Linked DNA regions of Sus scrofa: regions 2, 3 and 4 are each linked to region 1. The links are chromatin contacts, called in public Hi-C and HiChIP or PLAC-seq maps. All regions are on one chromosome and are shown on one strand. The core of a region is the stretch at or near the end of the contact, and the rest is flanking DNA. Distances in the headings are between cores, read along the strand shown. Region 1 holds the start of TCF7L2 (transcription factor 7-like 2). Region 2 holds the start of ZDHHC6 (palmitoyltransferase ZDHHC6). Region 3 has its middle 140 kb from the start of HABP2. Region 4 overlaps VTI1A (vesicle transport through interaction with t-SNAREs homolog 1A).

Region 1 (4,239 bases), core at 989-3,488:
CAAACCAAGAACCGCGGCCACAGGGGCCTCTCCACCTCGCGCGGCCCGGGAGAGCCCGCAGCCAGCGCGCCGGGCAGCCGAGCCCGCCACGACGCCCAGGGCGCTCGCGGCCCTGCGGGGTTGCCCCAGAAAAGGAAGCCCAGAGCCCTCAACTCTGTAGTGGGACCAGTCTGGGAAGCGAGACCTTCCAGGGGAAAAGGGGAGGAGGGCTGAGAGCCAGCCAACGCCACCAGAAAGCTAAACAAATAACCAGCCGAAAGAGAAAGCCGAGGCGCTTCTCCAGGGCCCCGGGCTCCGCGCGCCCGCTAGTTCAACAGTCCAATGCCTGGAGGACAAGCCACCCTCACTCAGCGCAGCCCAGCCACTCGGTCCCCAGCAGCGGCAGCCAAGGGGTTAACCGGGGAAAGCCCAAGACGCCACAGAAGAGGGAAGGAAGGGAGAGAGAGGGAGAAAAGAAAGAGCCACACAGTCATCTTCCCAGGGTGAAGAAACAAACACCACCACCAAAGGGGGCGGGGGAATCAGAGCTCAAAAAAAAGTTCTTCTGATTTACCTCCCCCCCAATAAAGCCCTGCTTGGAAAGAAAAGTCTCCCCAACACCACGAAGCAACAAACTGAAAGCAAGAACATGGCGAAGTGCAAACAAATCCAGTCCACAAAAGGCAGAAAAGTTTGGAGAGTTTCGGGCTGCCAGGGCCACGAGCGGGGGAGGGGAGGCGGGGAGGGGAGGAGGCGGGGAGGGGGAGGGAGGGGAGGGGGAGGGAGGGGGCAGGGCAGGGGCCGCATGCGGGGCCAGGCGGGCGGCGAGGGCGGGCAGGCAGCGGGCGGGGGCCGGGCGCGGAGGCACTTACGGTTCGGGCGGTGGGCGAGAGCGATCCGTTGGGGAGGTAGGGGCTCGTCAGGTCGGGGATCATGATGAAGGGGTAGCCGGGATACGGTGGCCCCTTAAAGAGCCCTCCATCTTGCCTCTTGGCCGCTAACATGGCGGGACGGCGAGGGGACGGCGGCGGCCGCGCGGACCGGGAGAGAGCGAGGAGAAACTTTTTAGAAAGTGCCCCAAGTGGCCGGGCGCCCCGGCCCGGCCGGGGCACGCGGGGCGGCGGGCCCGGGGGGCAGCTCCCGGCGGCTGCGGGGCGCGCGGGACGTACTCACCTTCTTCCAAACTTTCCCGGGATTTATCTCGGAAACTTTCGGAGCGAGGCGGAGGCCGTCTTTCCGCCTTCCCGGAGGGGTGGAGGTGGGGAGGGCGAGGGGCAAACGGCACGCAGAGGGGGGAGAAGGGGGAGAAAAAGAATCAGTGGGGTGGGGGTTTGGGGGGAGAGAAAAACAGGGTTACAACTTTTTGCAATGGTGGCACCACACGCACACGCCGCCCGCCCGGCCCCGCGGCGCCCTACCGCCGCCCCCAGCCCCGATTTCTCCCCTGTAAGCAACCTTTGCCAAGCCCAGGAAATAGATTCAGAACCCCACCAGCCCGAGGGGCTTTTCCTACCTCGGAATCGGAGGAGCTGTTTTGATTCGTTTCTGATTCATTGACTAGAGACGATTTGACATCAGCTAAATCCCTCTCTGCCGAGGAGTTTTCGGAGCTCTTCTCCTCCTGCTCGCCCTCGTCTTTGAAGGAAATCAGTTCGTCGTTGGCGCCTAGGTCATCTCCTCCACCGCCGTTCAGCTGCGGCATTTTTTTCACCCACCAGCAGCAATTTTGGAAGAAAAATGAAGGAGGAAGAAAAGCCAAAAAAAAAAAAAAAACCCAAAAAGTTTTACCCCCCCAAAAAAAATATTGCAAGAAAAAGACGAGTCCAAGGTGAACTTTTTTTCTGCTTTGGGGTCTTTTTCTCCTGGGGAGGGGAAAGAGGGAGGAGGGGAGGGGAAGGGGGGGGAGATCTTCTGCACGCGTGAGTTTGGGTTTCTTTTTTCTCTCGTTCCCAAGGATCCGATCAATGTGCAAAAAAATAATAAATAAAAAAAGGGGGGTAAAAAAAAAAACACCACCAACAACAACAAGAAGTCAGATATAAAGAGCAAAGGGGGGGGAAGCCGAAGATACAGGAGGAGCTCGTGCCGCTCGGATTTGAGTGAGTTGAAGTTAGACTGAGAGCTTTTCAGTTCAAAGGCGGCGCTGATTGACAGATAGAAAAAGGGGGATCGAAATCCGGAGGAACGGAGTAGTCTGGGAGCGGAGATTATTGACAGGGCGAGAGGAACACACTCGCTTAATGAGATGCCGAGGGGCGGGGCCGGCCGGGTGACGTCTGCATAAATAAACAGCCGGAGTGGGCGGGGCGGGGGCGGCTAACAATGATCCTTTCGGGCGCCGGGAGAGGGAGGAGGGAGAGGAGGAGGAGGAGAGGGGCGGGGGAGGAGAGGGGCAGAGAGACAGAGGGAGGAGTGTGCAGGGGGAGAGGCCTGCGCTGAGAGTGTGCGAGCCCGGGAGTCTGGGCGAGGGAACGGGGACTCGCTCCGGGAGGGGGCCGGCTTCAGAAAGACAATGCGGGGTAGGAGAGGAGGGGAAGAGGGTGGCGACCGAGTCAGGAATCCGAGCCGGGAAAGGCGGAAGGAAAGCCCACTTGGGGGGCGGGGATGGGGAGAGGCCCAGAAAAAGTGCACTTTGGAAACATTAGAAATAAGTCTTAAGGAAGGGGAAAAGGAGGAGAGTGTTGTGGGGAATGGGTGGGAGGGTGGGGTGCTTGGTGGTTTAGCCAGCAGTGAAATCAGCCACCCTCGGGCGGGATGTAACAGAAGTGGTCGAAAAAGAGAGATCAACCCTCCACTTTCAGAGAGCCTGGGGAAGTGGAGGGCTGGGCAAAGTTCCTGGTCATCTGCAGTGAAAGAAACTATTAACCCACGAGGTCTTCCCTCCCCTTTTTGTTTATTAATAGTGAATCATTTCATTAAATCTTGTCTCACTAGACTAAATATGCCAAAATGACTTTTTATCCAAAAAAAAAAAAAAAATTCCAACACTGTGGTGTTTGTCAGGGGCATTAAAAATATCCTTAAGGAAAAATGCATGATTCATTTCAATGTAGTGTTGTGGCTTTTTGTTTGTTTGTTTGTTTTAACTGAGTTGGAGGTGGTAGGAAATGAGTTAGGATTCAAAGTCCTTTCTGGCTTTGGAAGTGAAAAGTTTGGGCGTTAACATCACCAGGGAAAATAAAACTGAAAGTTCACCAACCTCTGGGATCAGTGGTGCTGGAGTCTTTCTGGAAGGGGGTCTGAAATGAAATTCCCGAAAGACTGACCAAATAATCAAGATGTAGATGGCTCTGGCAGGAAATTGCTAACCCAGCTGATGCTTGAAGGCCTCAGGGAGGAGATGGAAAACCTGAGGTTTGAGGCAGGTATTTGTTGATTTTTAGGCTCTCTTGGGGAAGTAGATTGATTCACTACAAATGGGAAAGAAAATTATGTTAAAGGGGAAAAGGCCTGGGTCCCAAAACGCAGTATTCCTGGAAAATGGAGCAAGAACACTGATTTTCTTGCAAATATCCAATGAGAAGTGGACAGGAATCTACCATATGAAAGAGACAAAAAGAACCAGAAAAAAAGAAATCAAAAGAAATCAGCAAATTGTCTGTGAGGAACAGTGTTGGTCTAGGGTCCATGATGTACTAAATTATTTCACCCAACCCTATAAAAAAAAAAATCTCACCCGCTTTTCAGCTGGCCATCTGTACTTCAGCTTTCCAAAAGAAAGCAAATTTACCATACAATATTTAGAGAGTTTGGGTTTTCAGCAAAACTGTTGTATAGACTAAGGTCTCAGAAAGAAGACTACCAAAAATAATGATACCAAGATTGACAAGGCCAATGAATTCCCCTGCACTGGAAAAAATTCAAAACCACATTTGCACACTAAAGAGTAAGATGCAGGCAAAATAAAAATATGGTGGGGGGGCGAGGGAGGACTGCGAAGGAGAATCACTGTAACTCCCAACTTTAATATTAATCAGGAAATCAGAAGTAGAATGAGAAGGAGCCTGAAAAGAAGTAAAACAAATGTGTACATTTAATCAGACAGGATTGTGTAGGATACAAAGCATAAGGCTAATTAGTCTCAGCAGGTAGGACTAACCTTCAGACTTCATAAATAAATAAGGCGGGCATAGTTTCTAAGAGGGTGAGTGGAGACAGAAAGGGGATTATTTCAAGACACCAAGTAAAAACATGAAGAAAGAAATGCTTCACTGTTAAATCCATGTACAAATGGATTTAACAGTTTCCTTTTTTTTTAGG
Region 2 (4,239 bases), core at 595-3,094, 500 kb after region 1:
GAGAGGGGTGTAAGTTCAGGGATCCTGGTTTCAAGCAAATATCCCTATTAACAGAAAATAGGTGGGGGGAAGAAAAACAAAGAAATAAAGGAAGAAAATTATTTATAAACACATAAATTTGGGGGCGGGGAATAGGGAAAGGGAAGAGGAATGACAACTTAGGTCCACGAGAAATTATTGCAGGCATCAAGGATTGACTAACAAGGTGGGACAATGAAGTTTCCCACCAGTTCACAGATGAATGAGCACTCCTTTTCCAACATATTACACACCAGAGAACTAAGGCAGGGCCAAGTCTAGATGGTCCAATTTCCCTAACAAAACTGAGCCCCAAAGTAACAATGTTAACTGCAACTAAATGCTCAAATTAAATCTGTATTTAGAGAAGAGTAAATCCTAAAACAATGCCCTTCAGACAAAAATCACACAATATCATACTTAAGTATCTGCTCATTCACTTAAACATTTTCCTGAGCCCTTCTAAGTAAATGCCAAGGAAATCAAACATAGCTCCCACCTCCACATAGCTGACAGTCAGCATTGCGAATAAGATGTGTTAAAACACAAAACCAAACCAAACCAAAACTCTTCTGCATGAGAGTTGTGGAATTTTAAAAGTGAAAAAAAAATCATTCTGTATCAAGTTTTACAATGGGTTACAGATCCTCAAGAAGGATGAGAAATAATAAATGGGGTTGGAGGTACGAAAAACGCTAATGATTATAGCAGCTCACATCAAGAAAGGACTTTACATATGTAAAGTCATTTAACCTACACAACAACCCTATGAGAGACATACAATTCCCCCCATTTTACCAAGAAGGAAAGCTGAGAGAAGTTAAGAAACTTGCCTACATACCACAATTTATAAGTGGCAGAGCTGAGATTTGAATCCAGGCACTAGGGCTCTTAAACCTGTTTTGCTGCCTATAATAATATTACTTGTAACAAAGCAACGTTGCTGTACATTGTAGACCCGTGGTTCCTGTACTTTCATTTATTCTCTGAATACTCTCTCATCTACATATTTAACAATCAAGCCAACCCAAACAAAATTAAAACTCAGAGAAAAGTCCCCAAGGTTATCCGGGTAACAAGGCAGTGGGGTCCAGATTAGAGCCCAGAGGGGTCAGATTACACTGCACCCCACAAAGACTGTGGGGTGCAGTGTAATCTCTCCCCTTACCCTCAACCAACCTCAAATCCGTCCCTCCAGGAGGCCCTAACACCACCCGACTCCAGACTCGCGCTTCAAAGACACACTTATTCAGGTGGCGTTTCATTGTCCACGCCCAAGCCTCCCGGCTCTCCTGTCCACCTCCGCCCGGCCAGGACAGGGCTCTCACCAGGCGGGAGTCGGGGTACCCTTGCAATCTTGTTGTGATCTCAGCAGTGAGTACCGCGAAGTCTTGCTCGTAGCCTTCGAAGTCAGACGACATGGCGGCTCTGGAGTGGCCCGCCTGGGCCGGAGCCTAGGTCGGGGCTGGGGCCACAGGGGACAGAAAAACAGAGTCCAGGGAACACAGGAAGGGTCCACTTCAGAGAGGAGCGGAGAACCGGGGACAGCTCCTAGCCCGGCCGCTTCCTGGTTGTTCGTCACTATTTTAGTCCTCCGGAAGTTGGGCTGGATGCGCTTTTTATTTTCCGCTCCGGCTACAAGATTAAGAAATTTCCTAACGAAGAGCACTTAAATTAGTGCCCTCAAAAGCCTAAGAAAATGTTCCAGTTCTCAGGGATCACTGAAAGCATCTTTTGCCCATCTACGTTCTGGAAAGCGGATCCAGCTTTCCAATCTAGAGTCAGAGGAACTTGCTTCCCGAGGGAAGTTTGATGCAGCGAACCTGCCGGAAGTAGCTGTCCTGGAGACTGCGCAGTGGGCCTGAGCGGGAGAGCCGCGGCGAGGGCGCTGGCGGAGAAGCAGCAGCGTCGTGGCTGATCTCGCACTGCACGCAGGATTTGCTTTCTTCTTACGCTGGGCTGGGGGGCCCAGGACGGAGTTATCCGAGCAGGAGAAAACCTGCTTGGGGTGAGCTCGGGCCGCCCCGGAAATGCGATGGCCGAGGAGCAGGCACTGAGGACCAGACCGAGGTGGGAGTCACACAGGGGACGTGACCATGATTTTGGCGGTGTTCGCCCCACCCAAGTGAGGCCAGAATCTCCAGAATGTAGAGACCAACCTCGCTTACCAGGATGTTCATGCCCTGAGTGAGGATTTCCAAGCGCTCTGCTCCGTGACAGGAGTGGGAAACTGAGGCACAAGGCAGCGGCATCCGTTGATTCAAAGTCTTGTTACCGTCAGAGCTTTTTTCCTTGACTCACTCCAGTCCAGTCCGAAATACCCTTCTACAGATCTTTCTGGACTCGCCGTCCTGCCTTCCAGTCCCTCGCTCCCGGAGGCTCTTCCTTTCTGTTTTTCCTCAAATATTTTCATTCAGGTTCATTCTCACACACGCCTCTGGTCAGGATTTCACACACACACTTCCCTTTCCCCGCCTCTTCCTTCTCCTCTTTGCTTTCGCTCTCCTGCTTCTTTACCTTTGTCACAAATAGACTCTTAGGTTAGTGTTGGGGTGGAGGCAACCGCAGGCAAATGGTGTAGACTGTGTCTACATCATACTTGATTAATTCGAGACTGGATAAGAGGCAGTTTAGAACTCCGTGAAGGGAGTTTGAAAACTTAAGTTTCTATTGAGTTCACCTGTTGGTTGTCACCGTAGTATAATCACTTAGCCTCTCCAAGCCACTTTCTTTTCTATGAGGAAGGAAACTGGATCAGGCCCACTCTAAGGCTCTCCCTTCCCAGCTCTAAAATTCTTTTTCTCCTCAAACCAGTCACTGACCGTTGCATAGTCACAGTCCTCTGACAAGTTGGGAACAAGGAATAAAAACAACCATTTTAGAATCTTGTATCCAGTTTACATGCCATTCCAACTTGAGGCCTAGTTTGATAGAGGAAAATAGTTCTTTTTGACATTTGATGAGATCCTCATTCCATAGTAATGTATTTGTGAGCTGCTTTTGTTTAGGTGATTATTGGAATTAACAAATGCAGTATCCAGTAGTATGTCCTACCAAACTTTCTCATTTTGTTTTCTTTAGATTGGGCTTCAAATCAAGACACTGCATTCTCCTAGAAAAGACAAAGAGTTTGTAACGCTGAACATGGTGTAATCTGCATTAACATCCCACACCATGAAGGCATGACAATTAAGGAACACATGTGGACTTGTGGCACATGGAAATGTGTGCACAGAAAAAAGAAATCTGTAATTCTTTAAAAACAGGAAGGTGTTCTTCCTCACCAAAATGGGTACATTCTGCTCAGTCATCAGGTTTGAAAATCTCCAAGAATTAAAGAGACTTTGTCACTGGGGTCCCATTATAGCCCTTGGTGTTATAGCAATATGTTCTACCATGGCCATGATTGACTCTGTTTTGTGGTATTGGCCCTTACATACCACTGGAGGAAGCGTGAATTTCATCATGTTGATAAATTGGACTGTCATGATTCTTTATAATTATTTCAATGCCATGTTTGTTGGTCCTGGCTTCGTCCCTCTGGGGTGGAAACCGGTAAGAAAAAGATTCTTTAAGATAGTGAACTCTAATAATAATCATATATTTGGTTTAGTTTTGCCTTACCTGCTAACCAATAATATCAAACACAGCCTGCTCTTTCCCTTGGCAGAGACTAAATGTGTTATTCGCTGATCCTTTAGAGCTCAAAAAATTTATTTCATACCGATTTGAAAGTATTGATCTAAATTAGTGTTTCCCAAAGCAGGTTCATTGAATACTTCTGCATTTAAAAAAAAAAAAAAAAAAGGAGAGGTGGTGATGAGTACGTGGTTATAAGTTTCTAGGAAACACTTTGGATCATAAACCTCATTAACAGTGTGGTTTGGCTCTAGGATCCCTTTTCACACAATATATTACCGTCCTTCATAACTGAGAAAAAAATCTTTGGAAACTGCTGGTTTACACCACAAAGTATTCACGAACAATGGACAGCCAGTAATAACAAGTCAAGTCTTAAGAATAAATACTATGGTTTGATTTTCTCTTGGAGGGGATAGGGAAAGGGTAGGATCTTAACTCACATTTCCAGCCCTTTTATTTGAGCCAAAATACTTTTAAATGATGAATTTCTGATATCAGGAGCGACACTTTTCTAATTACCCAGAAGTTTATATTTTGTTTATATTTTGCTGTCAAGGAAAATTCTCAGGATAGCATGTA
Region 3 (4,239 bases), core at 570-3,069, 410 kb before region 1:
TATATCCATTACATGTTAGCACAACATTTTCGTGAAGAACGTGCTGTATTTTCCAAAATAGAAAAGTAGTGAAAAAATGGCATCGTTTTATATTTTTACAAATCTTTTCAATGTCTGGCTTAATAGAAGACAGCTAGACTCTCACGTCTATTTCTGCAGCCAAAAAAGAAAAAAAGAACGAAAGAAAGGAAGGAAGGAAGGAAGGAAGGAAGGTAGGTAGGTAGGTGTAGGAAGAAGACCAGTCGAGGTTTTTTGTTTGTTTGTTTGGCTGCACCCTCAGCACGTGGAAGTTCCCTGGGCCAGGGATCAGACCCATGCCACAGCAGTGACCCGAGCCACTGCAGAGACAATTCCAGATCCTTAACCCGCTGCACCACAAGAGAACTCCCAAGACCAGGTGAGTATGGGGCTGAGCACCCAGGCAGGCACTGCAAAGAGAAGGAACAGAGCTCACCAATGAAATGAGAAGGGGACCCAGAGGAAGGGCTTAGACAAGATCAGAGAAGCAGGCAGGGGCCAGATCGGGTGATGCTTTGCAGAATACAGGATGCTCTACCTTCCCCTAAAAAGAGTTAAGAGCCACTGAGAGATGCAACCCAAGGACTCCATTGTTTTCTTCTCTGTCTTTGTTCACCTCCACTTTGACACACCAGCTCCCAACTGGCAGCGCCTGGCAGTTAAGGGGAACCTAATCATTATCGGTTGGACAGTTGAACCAAGTCACCCTAAAGAGTACAAGCGGAGCCCACGATTCCGCAGCCCACTTCTCTCTGCTCCCTTTTGTCTCCCCCAGTTCAAGCCTGCGGCTGAGATGTATAAAATCCACACAAAGAAGGCACCGTTAGCCGTGAGGGGCAGAGCTTCCGCCTCACCGTCCTTCCAAAAAGTTCACAACTGGCTTCAGAGAGCATCATCCTGACAGGTGAGACACACGGACCAAGGCGATTTGGGAGGAGTAAGCATTTGCCAAAGGCTGTGCGGTGAAGCCGAGGCTGCTCTGATCACTTCTTGGCCAGCTGTCAAGGGCCGGGCTCCTCCATCCCCTGCCTAAACCACGTATCTAGAAGCTTAATTATGTGAATTTTGCTTTCCTTTGGCGCAAAGAGAGTAGGTGTCAGGCATTGTTCCTGCTGCACAGAAAGGAAAGTGTACTGGAACCATCCTCACCTACGGTGAACATCGGAGCGGTTGGATTCCGCAGCTGCAACCGAGTGCTTTTTATAGAAAGGGAAGTCGATTGAGAAATCATAAAAAATTAGAGTTGGGAAGGACCTCTATGCTCACCAGGGTCAGGTCCCAGGAGCTGCTGTCGAATTGTTCCCTGCAGGGAAGGGTCTAATGTTTTGTCCACTCGAGTTTTAAATATCTCTACCCATAGCTCACCCCTGGGGACGCCGCTCCACAGGGCGATAGATCTTGCTGTCAGGGCTTTTTTCCTGCTATTCAATCTCACTTTTCCTTTCCTCCACTTCATCCCATTTGTCTTTGGCAGTGATTTAGACAAGCGTGTGCTGACGTTTGAAAACAAAAAGCCCTGTCTTTGCCTTCAACTTCGTTTTCCAGACCCTTCTACCTATGGAAAGTTCGAGATCTCTGAGATCTGGGAGGGAGAGACAGACAGCCAGAGAGTGGGAGGCGGGCAAACAAGCTGATGTTCTGCTTCCTTCTGGAAGAGGCCATTTCCAAGGGCCACACCCAGAGCCTGAGCCTCCAGGTGGACAGGAGGGATCGTGAGTGCCTCAGGATGCAGCGTATCCAGGGCTGACTCTCAAAGGCAGAGGGGGGACAGTCACCGGGTTTTCTGGACGGCCCAGAGTTTAACAGCCTCCTGGTGCGATGGCTGGGACAGAAGGTGGCAGCAGAGCATCAGGCTCTGTGGTCCCTGTGGCTGACACAGCCAAGTCCCAACTCCTCCGGATTCGAAATCCTTTAACTGGACCGGCCGGGAAAGCTGCGCTTAGGCCAAGAGCAGACTTTGAATCAAAGCTCTGGCCAGTCTTTTAAGACAAATCCCAAACTGTCAGAATTCTGTGAGCACAGTCCATTTTCTCCCCAAGAACATCCTGCAGCCAGAATTTAATCCCAAGAATAACTTCAGTCCTAAACAGAGACGTTGGTCCAAGCTGATCTAAACGCATAAACTTGCCATCTGTCTGGTGGTGCGCAAATTTCTGTGTTTCAGAAACTGGGGGCTAATGCATTTTCTTTATTCTTTCTAGCCCCAAGCTATTTGTTTCTGCATTTGTCCCTGGTTTTCTGGTTTCCCTTCACTCGACTGCTTACTTATCTGGTCGTGTTTGCATGCAGTCCTGCCGAAGCAGAGAGCTAGAGAGTAAGCATTTCTGACTTGGGGCTGGCCTCCTGCTGGGGAACCAATTAAATGAACTACCCACCAGGGAGAGTGTGATATTTTTTATTACTTTCTAATTTCGGGCCCTGAAATGGCTTCAGTGATCAGAACATTCTTCTGCTTAAGAACCTAAAGGAGCCGGTGCGATGATGCTTTTGATTTGGATTTCATTTATAATGGTCCATATTCGCCAAGCATCCTCCAAGGATTTCCGTGGGGCCTCAGATTCTTGAAGTGGGGAAAAAGCAGGACAAAGAAAACCACAACAAAACTTTCTCCCTATTTTACCTTATCGCACTGGAAACCACCAGCTACTTTGGGAAAGTCTTTCTTTGAGAAGTCGGGTGAAGGGAGAAAGAAAGAGAAGAATTAGCACAAAACAATTTCTCTGGATTCTAAGTCTATTTAAACTACAAAAGTAAATCACAATCCTGCCTCTTTCTCATTACTGAGGGCCTGAGAGCAGGGCCTCTGAAATGCTCTTTAAGGTGAAAGGAAGAGTTGCATTTTATTTCTAAATACATTCACAGGAGTCCGCCCCCACCCCAAAGGTTCTCACTGCTGTTTGATTCACGCCTCTTTTTCTTTCTTAAAGAGTTAGTGCAAGAGGAAAAGGGAAGACATGAAAAAGAGGTGGGGGTGGTTGGGGGGTGGGGAGGGCTGAAATAGGTTCTAACGAGGAAGAAGGAAATGAAAGTCCAATTCTCCATGAATATCTGAATTTCTATTTATTTATCTTTGCAACAGGAAGGATGCCTTAAAATCCAGCTTTGCTCTTGGATAAAATCAAATACTAACAACCCAGCAAAACAGCTAAAAGCCCAAATTATAAGCTGTTTCAAATCCTTCCCACTTTCCACGGGGTCTTGGCTGAGGGGCTTTTTTCTTTTTTCTTTCTTTCTTCCCTGGCTTGCTTGCTTAGCTAGAGGTAGTTCTGAATGTTTATCTGAAGTATCTCCCTAATATTCTGAGGGGACTTTTCTCTCGAGCAAAAGCTCCCCTGAAAACAGGGGCTTGTTTCAATTCCCATTAAATTTTGCTCCGTGTTGAGTCTTTTACTAGTGAATGGCTTTAGTGACACTGACGACAAAAGCTGACATAGATACCTGTGCTCAGTGACAACTTTTATAAAATGTGATTCAAAAATTAACATTTATAATTTTATAATAAGCCAGCTACCACATTTGCTATTATAGGGTGATCTGTTAAAACTCCTTTCCTACTTTTAAATAGAAGTCCCAGAAGAGCAAAAATGTTTATCTTTATTGTTTATAGCCCTGTTAAGTACCACTTTATCATATGATTTAAAATTCAACAATATAACTTAGCAGTCAGTATTTATTTACGTAAAGAAAGGGTAAGTGTTTCTTCAGAGTTTGTCTAAATTTAAAATCAGAAACCAAATCACCTCTCGTTCATTCTTTTTCTTCCTTCTTCCCTCTCCCTGCCTTCTTTCCTTCCTTCCTTTCTTCCATTCATTTTAAAACCCAGTAACTGCATATTGTTGGGTCTAAAAATCCCATAAAAATTCAACTTCCTTCAGGAACAAATAGCTGTCAATTATTTGAAAAGACCAACTTCAAAAATTTGACATGTCTTTCTGGAGGATATATATCTTTTGAGTGAAAAGGCAATGTTCCAGATCGAAATATAGTCCAGGTCTACACTGGCAAAGAGAATCAAACTAATAAACAATGGATAGAAACATGAATGCATGAATGAGGGGATACTCAGGCAGACATAAAGCAGAATCAAAATACTCAACACATCCAGTTAATTCACGAGGTTGGCCTACAACTGAGCCAACACTCACTGGACAACCTTCTACAAGAGACAACAGATTGTTAGCCTCTGGGAAGTAGCACTATTTTAATCAACCAATTTGGCAT
Region 4 (4,239 bases), core at 497-2,996, 380 kb after region 1:
CTGATGTGACAAATTTCAAATCACTCTGTTAATCCTATTATGACAGACTTATTTTTCTTAATAAAATTAAGATGATATAAATGCAAGCAATAATATATTTGTATGTCATATTATTCTTGGTAGGAGTTCCCTTGTGGCGCAGAGGGTTAAGGGAACCAGTGTTGTCACTGCAGCGGCTGGGCTTGCTGCTATGGTGTGGGTTCAAACACCGGCCTGGGAACTTCCATGTACCGCGAGCCAAAAACCAAAACAAAACATATTACTTGGTAATGAAAAAGAGAACTGCCATTCATTGATGAATTCATAAACTGGTAAGAATCATGCTCCTAACAAATTACATTTTATAAAGTAAATTTTATTATAAGCTATAAAAGTGATGTTTTACAAATATATGTTGTATTACACAGAATAAATTTTTATTAGATCCAAGTAAGGTTTTTTTTTTTCTTATGATAAACTGAGATATTGTATCCAAATTGACAGTAAGTAAGCCTCAGTATAAACAAGGGGGAAGACTTCCTGACTACCACACTCGCTGATGAACATACTTCTAGATACTTTACCCCAAAGATTCTCGTAGGAAGCCATGGGGGGCTCGTGGGGAAGTGTTTATGAGTGGGGCACGCCATGCCTCCTGCGCTGGGGCCCCAAGGAAGAGCCGCATTTGCCAACCACAGTAATGTTTTGGGAACTTTTTCATTGGTTAGCCGTAAATATTATTGCTTAAGTTTTCAATCACAAACTTCTCCGTTAGCAGAAAGCAATATCTCACTTTTCTCAATGTCTTTCTAATTATTAAAGAAGAAAACAATGATTTACACAAAATGAATTCATGTAAAGAAATAGTCCCAGAATCTGTTTCAGAATCTGCAAATTTACAAAATGTAAAGACCAAAGAATAATGTTTTACCCTATACATGAAATTTAGTTTTCTCATAAATGAAACAGAAGTATTAGGTTATACTTAAAATTCATTTTCCAACATATAAAGGCCAAGAAACATTTAGACTGAAGTGTAACATAGTTGTAAATATTATTTAAAATCTATTTTTTAAATATATTCTTGAATCAAAGGGTAAAAATCAATAGAGATATTACTGCAGTTTTTCATACCTCAGCTAGTCCCAGTTTTAGTGGAAATAATAGGAAAATGCAGTTATGTATTCATAATAACAAACTGATCTTACTTAGATTTATTGAACACTTTATCGTCCATTAGAGAAGAAATGCTATTCACTTTTGACTTCACAGATTTCTTGTGTAGATATGAAGGTTAAATAGTTAGATTTTAATTTAAAATTTCCAGGCACATATTTATGTTAATTATATTTGATACTTCAAAGTTATTTTAAACAGTGTTTACCTTTTAAATTACAATAAATTTTGAATCGTTTTCAGTCAATAAAAAATATTAAAACCACTTCACATGTTTAAATTAAAAATTGTATTTCTTCTGGATTTATGTTTTTTATACACTTTTTGATATCTGCAGGAAATAATAAGTAATTAAAACTTGAAAGAATAACTGTGTTTTACAAAAGCATGAAACTTAAAATTATTAGAAAACACCTTAAAAGATCCCAAAATGTTAAGTATATCAAAATATGCTTTTTCTCCATATTAATTATAGTAACAAATATTTAAAAAGCTAATGGCTGGTCCTTTTCATTTCCATTTACTCTATATTTCCATGTCCATGTACCACAGGCAGCTCAAGAAATATTTCTTTGACTAGCGGCTCAATGGCGCAGCCTATGTGTAGAAAAGTATAATACAACATTAACTGATGTGCAGAACTAGTCAGTTGTTTAAGTTATAAACAAGGTGTAAAATATAATATGGTTTTGAAAAATGAGAGGTACACATGAAAGAATTCAGTTTCCATTGCATCATGATTTTCACAGTTATCTGTGAAACTACATTAAATTGAGAGTAAATATAAGTAAAACATATAAATAGTCTTTTTCACTAAACATGAGACATTATAGTCTTTTTGGTTTAAAATAGTCTCTAAATAAGTTTGAAAGTTCTCTATTTCCTCTACTGGCAAAAATCTAAAGAAGCATGGTGTTTTGTGGCTGAGTTAATATTTCAATGGTTGTTTCCTCTCAGGTTAATATATGACCCTGTAGCTTGTAATCTCTTTTTAAAATCCTCTTTCTCTGAAAAGACACTAAGTGCATGCATTACAAACTTGAAATCAGAAACATTTCGATTTAACAATTGTATTAGGATAATCAAACAGAGGCCCTTTGTTTTATGGTACAGGTGATAGGCTGAATAAAACCTGTTCTGCTACCTCATGTATGAACTTGATAAATACACTGCCTTCCATAAATCTTCCATCAACACATGCTATGGATTTCCAGTCAAATATAGAGGGGGAGCTGTTTGTATTCAAGGCAGCACATAACAATCATTTCCCTCAACCTTTTTAACATTAGTGTACAATGAGGAAAAGACATATGTATACACACACATATTCAAGAATGTAAACTAGCCTGTCTCATCAAAAACAGAAAAGAAAAAAATCTTTGGACAAAGATACATAGTGAGTATAAAAGTCTGAGTGACAAAAACCAGCATTCCATTGTACACAATTAACTTTCCTGTTATTTTTTTGTGTCTCCTTTAAAAAAACCAAGAGGCATCATAGAGGAAAGTTCTTTCCATATACTCCCAACTTTTCTCCCTTCATGCAGAGCTGGCTGCTAATCCTAGCAGAGAAAAGAACTCAAAATTTGCACTCATTCCTTTTCTCTATTATGAAAGAAAGAGAAAGAAAGAAAGAAAGAAAGAAAGAAAGAAAGAAAGAAAGAAAGAAAGAAAAGGTGACCCTGTCAATTTACTCAAGCTGTTTAAACACGGAAGAAGTGTAATAACTCAGACAGCCTCTTCGGCAAAGCAAGTGCAATCTGAAAAACTGTTTCAGTGACACTACAACTTAACCATTTTAACTTCACAATGTGAGGTTTTTTTTTTAATGTACTTCAATCACACAGCAGAGGTCTGATCAATTTGACATTGACTATAGAAAACTAAACTCGCAGTGAAGACAAGCACAATGTACTGAAAAATTATTTTTTGTTTGTTTCACTATAACTTCATCTTTTCTTTCTATTGCTTTTGGTATAAAGAAATCAATAAAGTGTTAAACAAAATTAAAACAAAAGCCACTCCAATGTTTATTTTTTCAGTCACTGCTAAATGATTTAATTCCAAAAGCTCTTTTCATTCCATGAAAGTTGTGGTTGTACTTGGTTTTGTTTTTTCCTCCCTCAAGGTCAGATTTGTCAATTAAAAAATAGTTTCAGGATGAAACTGAAATTTTTCCACTCACTGTTATTTCACATGCCGCGAAGCTTTGACAATTCTCAACATTTCTGTAGATATTTTAATCACCTTAGGCTTTTAAAATAAACTTGATGATGTCTAATGTTTTTAAAAGCATATTGTAAATGTAATGATGAACATTGCTAAAATATTAGAGAACCAAAATGATATCTTACACCTTGCCATGGAAAAATAAATCTTTTTGTCTAAAAACTATTCCCAGATATTCTTATGCAGAATAGCCAGTCCATGTCCAAGGGATTATTCTGCTTTGAAACAGAGATATGTATATCTGAAGAATAACCCCAAGGAACAAATTAAAATTAAATTTGCTAGTAGTTTCTACTTCAGTAATTTCTGAACGTAATTGTGTAAAAATATATTGGTGCTAATTTGACGTTAATAAATTAAGACCATTAGAGACAGTCTTTCATTGTTGGCCTTCAACAATTGTCAATGACACTATTTTCTGTTTGCATTTCCTCAAGCGTGTTAATGTATCTTTGTTTAGGCTCGCAAGTCGAATGGTCAATGTAAACACAGTCAATGAAACATCAGGACTGGAAAACAAGTCTACTGAGAGAACCTATGGAAAGACCATTTGGTCTGCTGCCAAGTATGCAATGAGGCTACAGCACTGAAAGGCTACTTTAAAATTTCTTTATATGATGAATAAATTACTCTTTTAAAAATTCTCAAAATTCTTTGTTTTGCATACAAACTCCATCAAGGACGAAGGTGGTCTGCAAGTTGAACCTAATGCAATGTGGTTATAGTCTTTGTTTGCAGTCTTAACTGGGGATTGTACCTTAGCTACCGTAGTTCAAGCGTAAAAATACTTTGTCTGTAATACTATATACTGTTGCCAGTGACCCTCTAAATCCTTGAACCAACTGTGTCTTCTGG

The links. A called contact is a pair of places that touch in the nucleus more often than the background predicts. HiChIP or PLAC-seq counts read pairs in DNA pulled down with a chosen protein or histone mark.
Region 2: an H3K27ac HiChIP or PLAC-seq map of alveolar macrophages shows a contact between it and region 1. The contact joins the promoter of ZDHHC6 here to the promoter of TCF7L2 in region 1. A contact is called at or near these places in 1 of 5 promoter capture datasets (liver) and 1 of 2 datasets of contacts at active chromatin or transcription factors (alveolar macrophages).
Region 3: a Hi-C map of subcutaneous adipose tissue shows a contact between it and region 1, with 1.5 times the contacts expected there. The contact joins the enhancer-like site here to the promoter of TCF7L2 in region 1. A contact is called at or near these places in 6 of 47 Hi-C or Micro-C datasets (embryonic fibroblasts, fetal heart ventricle, fetal skeletal muscle and 2 more) and 1 of 2 datasets of contacts at active chromatin or transcription factors (skeletal muscle).
Region 4: a Hi-C map of fetal liver shows a contact between it and region 1, with 1.9 times the contacts expected there. The contact joins the enhancer-like site here to the promoter of TCF7L2 in region 1. A contact is called at or near these places in 7 of 47 Hi-C or Micro-C datasets (adipocytes, embryonic fibroblasts, fetal heart ventricle and 2 more) and 2 of 2 datasets of contacts at active chromatin or transcription factors (alveolar macrophages and skeletal muscle).

The regions. Positions count from the first base shown.
Region 1 is chr14:123,341,694-123,345,932 of Sscrofa11.1, reverse strand. TCF7L2 (transcription factor 7-like 2) reads right to left here and starts at 2,238. Exons shown (of 17, transcript XM_005657478.3): 1 at 1,493-2,238; 2 at 1,153-1,219; 3 at 852-976. The coding sequence starts at 1,681.
Region 2 is chr14:122,846,204-122,850,442 of Sscrofa11.1, reverse strand. ZDHHC6 (palmitoyltransferase ZDHHC6) reads left to right here and starts at 1,844. Exons shown (of 11, transcript XM_001928330.5): 1 at 1,844-2,088; 2 at 3,100-3,573; 3 at 4,217-4,239. The coding sequence starts at 3,307. It overlaps VTI1A (vesicle transport through interaction with t-SNAREs homolog 1A), which reads right to left and starts at 1,716. Exons shown (of 10, transcript XM_013983738.2): 1 at 1,382-1,716; 2 at 1,347-1,379. The coding sequence starts at 1,439.
Region 3 is chr14:123,746,936-123,751,174 of Sscrofa11.1, reverse strand. No RefSeq gene overlaps it. Among named protein-coding and RNA genes, the nearest start is that of HABP2, 140 kb to the left of the region's middle. Within about 2 kb of position 1,819, at least 16 of the 83 cell types and tissues checked have an H3K27ac peak or open chromatin away from gene starts, as enhancers often do. A contact at or near this core is called in subcutaneous adipose tissue, where this site is marked.
Region 4 is chr14:122,958,473-122,962,711 of Sscrofa11.1, reverse strand. The region is part of intron 7 of VTI1A (vesicle transport through interaction with t-SNAREs homolog 1A); the gene reads right to left. Among named protein-coding and RNA genes, the nearest start is that of VTI1A, 110 kb to the right of the region's middle. Within about 2 kb of position 1,746, at least 2 of the 83 cell types and tissues checked have an H3K27ac peak or open chromatin away from gene starts, as enhancers often do. A contact at or near this core is called in fetal liver, where this site is marked.